Regions from separate parts of the Zea mays genome. Here region 2 is linked to region 1. Evidence: chromatin contacts called from public Hi-C data. All regions are on one chromosome and are shown on one strand. The core of a region is the stretch at or near the end of the contact, and the rest is flanking DNA. Distances in the headings are between cores, read along the strand shown.

The links. Hi-C and Micro-C count contacts between places; a contact is called where the count stands out from the background.
Region 2: a contact with region 1 is called in a Hi-C map of leaf, with 10 times the contacts expected there. The contact joins the enhancer-like site here to the promoter of LOC100279513 in region 1. A contact is called at or near these places in 2 of 25 Hi-C or Micro-C datasets (ear and leaf).

What each region holds. Positions count from the first base shown.
Region 1 is chr9:24,658,782-24,663,250 of Zm-B73-REFERENCE-NAM-5.0, reverse strand. LOC100279513 reads right to left here and starts at 2,939. Exons shown (of 7, transcript NM_001152512.1): 1 at 2,706-2,939; 2 at 1,022-1,112; 3 at 818-923; 4 at 429-711; 5 at 198-346; 6 at 1-104. The coding sequence starts at 2,831.
Region 2 is chr9:25,339,008-25,343,979 of Zm-B73-REFERENCE-NAM-5.0, reverse strand. LOC103638133 (alpha/beta-Hydrolases superfamily protein) reads left to right here. Exons shown (of 3, transcript XM_008661115.4): 1 at 1-529; 2 at 685-890; 3 at 2,039-2,695. The coding sequence ends at 2,357. LOC103638132 (a long non-coding RNA gene) reads right to left here. Exons shown (of 2, transcript XR_558582.4): 2 at 4,579-4,972. Among protein-coding and RNA genes, the nearest start is that of LOC103638133, 3.4 kb to the left of the region's middle. Within about 2 kb of position 3,574, at least 19 of the 20 cell types and tissues checked have an H3K27ac peak or open chromatin away from gene starts, as enhancers often do. A contact at or near this core is called in ear and leaf, where this site is marked.

The DNA of each region.
Region 1 (4,469 bases), core at 1,690-4,189:
TCAAGGTTGCTGCATCATCTGCATACTTCTTCTCGTACTCTGCAAACTTAGCGTTCCAATCAGCCTCAAGTGCAGCACCTTCGGGTGTGTGGCGGCTCCAGTGACTGCAATGATCCATTCAAGGAAATTATATGATTGCTATGCATTTGACAAACCCATTGAGATAACTAGATTACTAGAACAAAGGGTAGACCAACCTCTTGACGTCCTCTGGTACAAAGAATGTGTCATAGGGCCATCCAAGGTTCTGCCTGGTTGCTTCAACCTCTTTGGCACCCAGTGCACTTCCATGAACACTGTATGAGTTGGCCTTGTTGGGAGATCCAAAACCGATCGTGGTAGTCACCTAAAAGGAGTATAAATTAGACCAACATTATAAAATCCACAGCGAAAAAAACATAAAGGTTGCAGATACAAAAGAAACCAACCTTGATCAAGGTGGGCTTGTCAGTAACTGCCTTCGCCTCCTTAATGGCTGCGCGGATGTCATCATATCCGGTGTTCCCATTCTTAACCCAGATCGTGTGCCACCCAAGAGCCTCGAAGCGGGTGCTCACGTCCTCTGTGAATGCAATCTCCGTGTCTCCGTCGATGGAAATGTGGTTGTCATCGTAGAAAGCAATCAGCTTGCCAAGACCCCAGTGTCCAGCCAAGGAGCAAGCTTCATTAGCAATACCCTCCATTTGGCAGCCATCTCCCAAAATAACGTACCTGTACAGGATCCACGAAACATGTTACCAAAACTGTGCCACACAGACTAAAAGCAAGACTGTAATAAAAGCGAGACGCTGCACGTTGGCGTTATTAGAAGTATTACGTGTAGTGGTCGACGATCTCACTGTCAGGCTTGTTGAAGCGGGCAGCCAGGTGCTTCTCAGCAAGTGCCAACCCAACGGCATTGGCGATACCCTGACCAAGAGGCCCTGCACAGCAACCATATAGGAAACCCAAACTTTCTCAGTTTTATACAGCACAGCAAGGGGCACGGCTAATTCACAGCCCAATAGAGAAGAAAACAGACCGGTGGTAACTTCAACTCCTGGAGTCTCAAAGTTCTCAGGGTGGCCCGGTGTTCTGCTTCCCCATTGCCTGAACTGCTTCAAGTCCTCCTCCTACATACCAACCACAGTTAGAACAAATCCAGTCACATAACATAAGAGATGCTTATCAAACACATGGCAGCTCTGCTGAGGTGAATTACGCTCAATAGTTCTACTCAACTAAACATGAGTAGGTCCTTGGTGTAACGTCTGAGTCTCCAACAAATTTTTCCTAGGGGAAACCTAGCTTCCACTTTATCATAATAATACATTTCTGACAACTGGACTTAGGCAGCCACGACCTTTCCTAGGCCGCCACCAAAGATAGCAGTCAAGATCCAGCCCTTTCCACTATTTTACCAAACAAGATCCAAACTTTTCACACGAACCTACCCCCGATTTCGCCGATCCAACCAACCAACCCGGGACACATCACACGCACACAAAAAAAAACCAAGATGCAAACAGATGAATCAGCTAGCCGCCTTACCTTAACGCTGTCGTATCCGGCGAGGTGGAGGAGGGCGTACTGGAGCATGCAGCCGTGGCCGGCGGAGAGGACGAAGCGGTCGCGGTTGAACCAGTAGGGGTTCTTGGGGTTGTAGCGCATGACCTCGTCGTAGAGGACGTGGCCCATGGGCGCGCAGCCCATGGGGAGGCCCGGGTGGCCGGAGTTGGCCTTCTCGACGGCGTCGATGGCCAGGAACCGGATCGTGTTGACCGACTTCTCGAGCAGCTCGCCGGTGGCGGCCTTGCCCTGGAGCGTCTCGACGGCGGCGGCACGCACGACGCGATGGCGGCGGGAGGCGGCCGCGGGCGGCGCGCGGCGGGCGGAGCGCAGGCCGCCGGCGGGCGAGCCCAGGCGGCGGAAGCCCAGGCGCTCGGCCGGGGCCGGCGCCCCGGCGGCGCCCGCGCGCGCGGCGATGGTGGCGTGCGCGGCGGCGACCGAGTGCGTAGCCATGGCGCGTGTGGTGACTGTAGGTGTCTGTGCTGTGTGTGCGCGCGCGCCGGGTGGAGAGAGGAGCGGCGGAGATGCCGAGTCTAGTAGTCTGCCTGCGGTCGCGGAGATGGGAGGAGAGGGGGGTTATGTATAGGGCAGACGCCGGGGTGCGTTTGTGGGGGGACGCGTTGCCAATCGAGACGGTAGCAGCCCAGCCCAGCCGAGCTGAGGCGGCTACGGAAATCCCGGTGGACATGGTCCATGGACCAGGGGTTTGTACCGGTAGCACTACTAGGTTTTAAGGAGACATTGGCAGCTAGGGGCTTTGGTCAGCAAATACTTGATTTTTATAGTATAAGTGCACTCCTATCGACCTCTTGATGACCTAAATGTACCTTTTTTGTTGAGTAAAAATGTGAAAGGAGGAAAAGTTAGATTTGGATGAGCAGTATGCGTAGGTCGTACTGAACAAAAACAGGCACACCTTGAATATCTATAAAATAGGGGACACGAGACGAGACTGTAAATAGACACTGTTTTTAGAGATAAGTTTGAAAAATAATAAGATAAAGGATCTGTTCAAAGTAGTCTTAACAAGCCATAAGCTACGGGCGCCGGCTCCTCTTGCATGCATCTCGTACATGAAACTACCCGTTCCTCACGCGGCGTGAGTCACGCCTAAAGCCAACTCCGGGCGCCCGGACGTGGTGAGGAACTTGACCTACCTTGGGCGCGCCTGCTCCGCCGCTGAGCAGCTGGCGTCGTGCACACAGCTGCTCCGCCATGGCCGGCCGCGCCACTCTTCCGCGGTGCGCCGGCGCGATGCGCCGATGCCCCGTCCCTTCCGTCATCAGGCCCCACGGCAAAAGGTTGCTCGTGTACTTTCTACTCGTACGTACTTCGTATACCCATACGCATGCAATCGCCGAATGCAAAAAGAGAGAGGGAGAGACCGAGAGAGGAACAGGAAAAAGGAATGGGGACGCGGGTGGACGTGCGGTTCTTGTTAAACCAAAGAGATAAGGGCATCATCACGAACGTATGAGGCCGCGCTCGCCTTGCCTTCACGTGGGCTCCACCGATCCATCCATGACCATATATGACCATCAAGGTGGTGCTATACTTGGTTTTGCAGTGGTTGTGTGCATACGAGGGGTTACATTGCCGTTTTAGAGCCACTCAAAGAGATTAGCTAAAAAGACTAGCCAAATTTACTGATTTAGCTACTCTCTAAAATAGATTTTAGAGAAAAAAATGTAGGCTAATCCAACAGACTCGGTAAATCTACGGACTGAATAGAGAGTTAAGCAGACTATCTAAAATTGGAGAGCGAAGATGGAGAAATAGAGTCACTAAATTTGAAGAGTCGTTTACAGAGTCTATTGGATACAATTTTCTTTTAATATTAGCTAAATTTATCTTTACAAAATTATATACCTAGTCTCTTGGAGTTGCCCTTATACTTTCAAACACTACCGGAATCAGCTCCTTTGGGCTATTTTACACTCGGCAAAGAACGCTCGACGAACTGTACATCGGCAACAGCCTCTTTGCCGAGTACTTTTTGTCGGGCACTCGGCAAAGACTTTGCCGAGTGCCAATGGCACTCGGCAAAGAAAAGTCACCGTCACGGCGTCAAGTGACGGTGACGGATCCTTTGCCGAGCGCCTTCTGTGGCACTCGGCAAAGAGGCCAATTTTGCCGAGTGTGAGGCCCTCGGCAAAGACTGGTCCAGTGGGCCCCACCGCCAGTCCCTGTGCCGAGAGCTTTAGTAGGCACTCGGCAAAGGAGGCTTCTTTGCCGAGTGTCTGGTGGACTGGCACTCGGCAAAGAACCCTCCAGTGGGCTCCTTTGCCAGTATCTTTGCCGAGTGCCTTGGCACCAGCACTCGGCAAAGATGTCTTTGCCGGTTCCCAGGTTTCCTTCTTTGCCGAGTGCCATTGTCAGCACTCGGCAAAGATGGCTTTACCGATTTCCAGGTTTTCTTCTTTGCTGAGTGCCATGGTCATAGCACTCGGCAAAGCGGCCCTTTGCCGAGTGTTACACTCGGCAAAGTGACCAGGATGTCCCTTTTTATTTGCTTTTGTTGTTTCATCCAAACATACAAAAGATATATATCATTCACATCACATTATATATCAATCACATCACAGAATGAACACATTTATCATCAACACCATATATATCACAAAGTCTCACTAAAGTCTCACAAATATAAGTCAGGATCATCACAAAACAGATATAAGGCTGCATCATCACTAACATCACCAAGTATCTCACAAGATAAAGTCTAACTAACATCACCAACACTCATAAAGGTAAGTCTGGATCATCACAAAACAGATCATCAACGAGGTGGGCATCTGGACTGGTTCGGCGAAGGGCTGGACGAAGCATGAGGGTTGTTCGACGCCGCCGATTGACCCTGCACAGAGAAGAGATTGTATGTGTGAGAACATATGAATATATATCATGCAGTACTAAAATTT
Region 2 (4,972 bases), core at 2,325-4,824, 680 kb before region 1:
CAGCGGCAGCGGCGTGGCCCCCGCGCTCACCGTGAGCCCCGCCATCGCGGAGCTGATCCGCGGGAAGATGGACCGGGCCCCGCGGCCGCCGCGGCAGGCGCCGTGCTGGTCCGACTGCGACTGCAAGGTGTGCCACGCCTGGAGCGGGTCCCCGGCGTCGTCGTCCCACCTGTACGTGCACGTCCAGGCGCCGGCGATGGCGGTGGAGACGGAGGACGTGGTGTTCATCCACGGCTTCATCTCGTCGTCCGTGTTCTGGACGGAGACGGTGTTCCCGGCGTTCAGCCCCTCGGCGCGGTCCCGGTACCGGATGTTCGCCGTGGACCTGCTGGGGTTCGGGCGCAGCCCCAAGCCGGCGGAGTCGCTGTACACGCTGCGCGAGCACGTGGAGATGATCGAGCGCTCCGTGCTCCGGCGCTACCGGATCGGGTCGTTCCACGTGGTGGCGCACTCCCTCGGGTCCGTGCTGGCGCTCGCCCTCGCCGTCAAGTACCCCGCCGCCGTCAGGTCGCTCACGCTCCTCGCGCCGGTACGTACGTGTGCATCTATCTGACGTGATGACCTAAAACTACGTGTCACGTGAATTGTAAGCGCGCGCGTGCGCGGGCGGACGATTGGTTGTTCGTTGGAGTGACTTGACCGGCGCGACTAGCTGCTGTGTGGGCTTGTGTTGTGTGTGTGCAGCCCTACTTCCCGGTGCCGGAGTCGGAGTCGGAGTCGGCGGCGCAGTACGTGATGCGGCGCGTGGCTCCGCGGCGGGTGTGGCCGCCGATCGCGTTCGGGGCGTCCATGGCGTGCTGGTACGAGCACGTGAGCCGCACCATCTGCCTCACCATCTGCCGCCACCACCGCGTCTGGGACCGCCTCTTCAGGATCTTCACCAGGAACAGGTAGCCCTTTTTCTTGCCGTGTTCTCTGGTCTCTCCCGAACCAAACGCTTGCCTTCCTTCTTTAATAACTACTACCGGCACGGCGCTGCAACTGCACCTGCCACTGCCACCGTCGTGTCGAGCGAGTCGTGTGCTCACTCTGGCTAGTTAGTGTCACACGCACCATGGCATGGCAACACCTGCTTGCGTACAGTAGCACTATGCTACAGTGATCCAGGACGCGTCTGCATATATTTCTAGACTAGACTAGTACTCTGTACTCCTAATGTTTGCTACTGGATCATGTCCAGTGACTCCAGTGGTAGCGGCACCTGTACGTCCCCTGCTCTTGTGTCCAGTGCCAGTGCGGCCTAGCTGCGTGCGTCTCCGCCATCAATGGAGCCTGAAAATGCTGCTGGTCTGGCTAGCTAGCTAGCTACGAGTAGCTAGCTTCATCGACACGACGGCTCCGTTTACTACTGATGAGACAGCCCAGCACGGCGGCGATGGCGACCCGCGCGCCCTTTTTTAGCTGAATCGGCGGCCCCGTCTTAAGTTTAATCCCCAACCGCCCCGCGCGCCCAATTATTCGATCGTCGGCCTCCAGTCTACCGACGCGCCGTGCGCTGGTCGGCGACAGCCGTGCCCGGACACTCCGGCCGGTCGCCGGGGCCCCCCAAGGTCTGGACCGAGCCGACGAAGGAAGGAACGGCCTGCAGTCAGTCAGTACTCCAGTAGCACGAAACGGAACGGTACCGACGTGCCGTACCGGTGGCTGTCTGTACACCAGTGCCTGTAACTGTCCTATGGTTCAGTGAACCGAACAGGACAGTACAGAGCAGTGCCATGGCCCATCAGGTTTAGCAGTGGGCAGGTGAAGCAGAGAAGGTTCCCTGCACGGCCGGATCGACAGGCGAAAGCGTGGGCTCCATCAATCCTCCTGGTTGCCACACTCTGACTGACTGACTGCACCAGATCTATCTGCAGTTCCGCACACGCACGCACGCCCCCAACACATGGGCCAGGCGCATGTGGCAAGCAAGCCGATCGACTCCACTCCACTCCATCCCCTCCTCCTCCTTGTTTTACTGCTGCTGCCTCCTGCCTGTCTGTCTGTCTGTCGTGCCTCGCAGGCTCCCATGCAATGCTGATGCATGACTACCACGCAGGGTGCGGACGTTCCTGATCGAGGCGTTCATGTGCCACACGCACAACGCGGCGTGGCACACGCTGCACAACATCATCTGCGGCAGCGCGGGGCGGATGGGCGCGTACCTGGACGCGGTGGACAGGGGGCTGTCCTGCAAGGTGGCGTTCTTCCACGGCCGCGACGACGAGCTGCTCCCCGTCGAATGCACGCTGGCGGCGGGCGCCAGGGTGCCCCGCGCGCGCGTCACCGTCTACGACCGCAAGGACCACATCACCATCGTCGTCGGACAGGAGCGACTCTTCGCCGCCGAGCTAGAGGCCATCTGGAGGGCCGACTAGCTAGCGCTAGCTGCCTCTGCTAGTACGTACCCGTTGCGTTGCGTTGCGTTGCTTGCGTACGTCCCTCTCGGACGACAAACGCTTTTGCTGCTGCTGCTGGTTCTGGTTCTGGCAGTCAGTGTGCACAGAACGAATGAAGCTAGGCAATAACATGCATGGTAGCCTGCAAAACATCCAAGAACATGTACGTACAATTGTAGGATGACCGCTGTATCATCTCTCTCTCTCTCTTTTTTTTTCTGGTATAAATTCGAGTGTCCTCAACGGACCATATATATATATGTGTATGTATACCCTAAACCTATACGAGAGTACGAGACTCACTCGTCAGTCAGTCAGTCATTCAGTCCCTATTATTGATTGTTCGATTGGACCAACTAGAGTCGGTTCCCATCAGCAGCTAGCTACCTTGCCACCAACTCGATCGACAGCATCGGAGACGACGACGACGACGACGACGCCCGCCCGTCGTGTCAAAGCAGAATTTAAAGGAAGCTGCACAAGTTGGTTTCATAATTTCCATTGACGCCTCTATATGAGCTGTACGTGTGACAGCCACGCCTCGATCGCGCGCGGGCCGAGGGGGACCTGCGTGCGTGTGTGCTTCGCTTTACGCACGACGACTGATTATATTATATTCATCCGCCCCTTCAATTCGGTCTCGCTCGTCGCCTGTATACGCATGCATGCCGGCGGTGTTCAATGCAATGGCGCGAAAGGGACTGCGCTTGCTCATGCTCCGCCCCGTCAATCAATGCCACACCTAATCTCTTGTCTTGGTTTTTTTTTTCCATCGCCTTGCGTCTGCTTGCTGCGTTTGCCTTGCTGCATATCCGTCGACCGTCGCCTCTCCTTTTGGGGGAAATCCCCGTCGACCCTTTCGGTCAAGTCCTGGCCGGCTGGTCCTGTGCCAGCACCTGCCCCAGCTCAAGCTCAAGGATGAGCATTGCATTGCATGGCTGCCTTTTGTCAGGGACTACTAACTACGCCATGGTTGGGCCTAGCCGACCACAGTGCCAGCACGTACAATTCAACCAACTGCCAGGTTGTTAAGGAATCATGCTCGCATAGTTCAGCACAAAACTGGGCCGGTGGTTGCCGTGTTTCGTGCCCAACAAATCACGCTCTGCACTTGTGCGGTCTCTTGGAGTTGGAGCCCAGTCCATGGAAACTCCTGAAAGGTTGATTTGGAGTGGGCCCTTTGCCGGCTCACTTACATTTGACATGGCGCCCATACGTGGCGGTGTGACTTGCGTGGTCGACATTTGTGATTTCCATGGACTCCTGCTGCGTAACTATACAAACAAGCAGATGCGGATCGCGTTGTGCACGGTGTCTCCAGTCTCCAAGACTCCACTGCGCTGCTCTCCACTCCCTTCCACCACGGCATTCCCTCCACCACAAGCCCATCCCGCGCCTACTTAATGTACAGCACTACAGCATTTGTTTCGTCAAAATAATCTGTACACCAAAATCTCATAATTATTGAATTACCAAACTATGAATTATGAATTACAGAGCTGGCTCAATTTTGACCAGTCATCACCAAAATCTCATAATTATTGAATTAAAGAATTAGCGTAAAAGATACCATAACAGACAGATAGATCTCTGATTGGTAAGACACACCGCAGCCTCATGGATCCCTAGCCAATAACCACTACATTTCTGACATTGAAAGATTCAAACACCAGCTACCAGAGATTTAGATTGGGAAACTCCATAAAGAATCCGTGATGGACTAAACAGCTGCAAAATGAATAGCATTTGTAAACAGGCTTGTAAGATTTATTACTGATCCGTGAAGCGGCAACGGCAGTAGAGAAGTCCAAGCAAACCGAGAAGAGGTGGCGGCCACCGTTGCTACCACGTGTTGGAGCGAGACGGGGAATGGCGCAGCGGTGGCCGGTGCCCCAGACAAGTGAAGAGCGCCAACAGGACATGGAAAAGAGCACAAAAGAACAAGACGACACAGTACAAGATACAAAACGGAATAGAAAGTATGAACCGACTCAAAGAGCACATTAACTGGATCAGCGGCAATACAAACCGCCGGAGCGAGGGGTGCAGTCGTACTAGAAGAAAAGGAGGTAACTTGAGTGACTCAAATCTAACCATTATCAGCACAATGGCAATTGTGTAAGAAAAAAAAACAAACCACTCAATCTGACATGAACAAGAAAAAAAAAGAACTTGCTACAACTCCCGAATCTATCAACGCTTGGAAAAAACACGCAGAGATACACGGATGACCGCTACTCCCTATCATGGGGAGGTGAATTTGTTGTCAAGGATGCACAACCTGTCTTTTCTTTTGGTGACTGCTAGAGATGCTCTAAGGTGCAAGGCATCCTAGTTAAAGCAGCAAACAGATATAGAATCACCTTCTAGTAAGGCATGGGCCATCGTAGTAAAGCAGCAAACGTCAAAGAATATCCCAGGTATCATCAGCTCAGAAGATGGTAGAGTGCAGAAGCTCTGTAATGGAAAGCAGAACAATCTTAGCCACTCAAGCGCGGTATGAAACAAAAAACAGAGCCATAAAGCACCGCTGCATAAACCATACGAAAGGGGCTCAGCTCAGCATCTCCTTTGCTCAATCATAGAAATCAGGC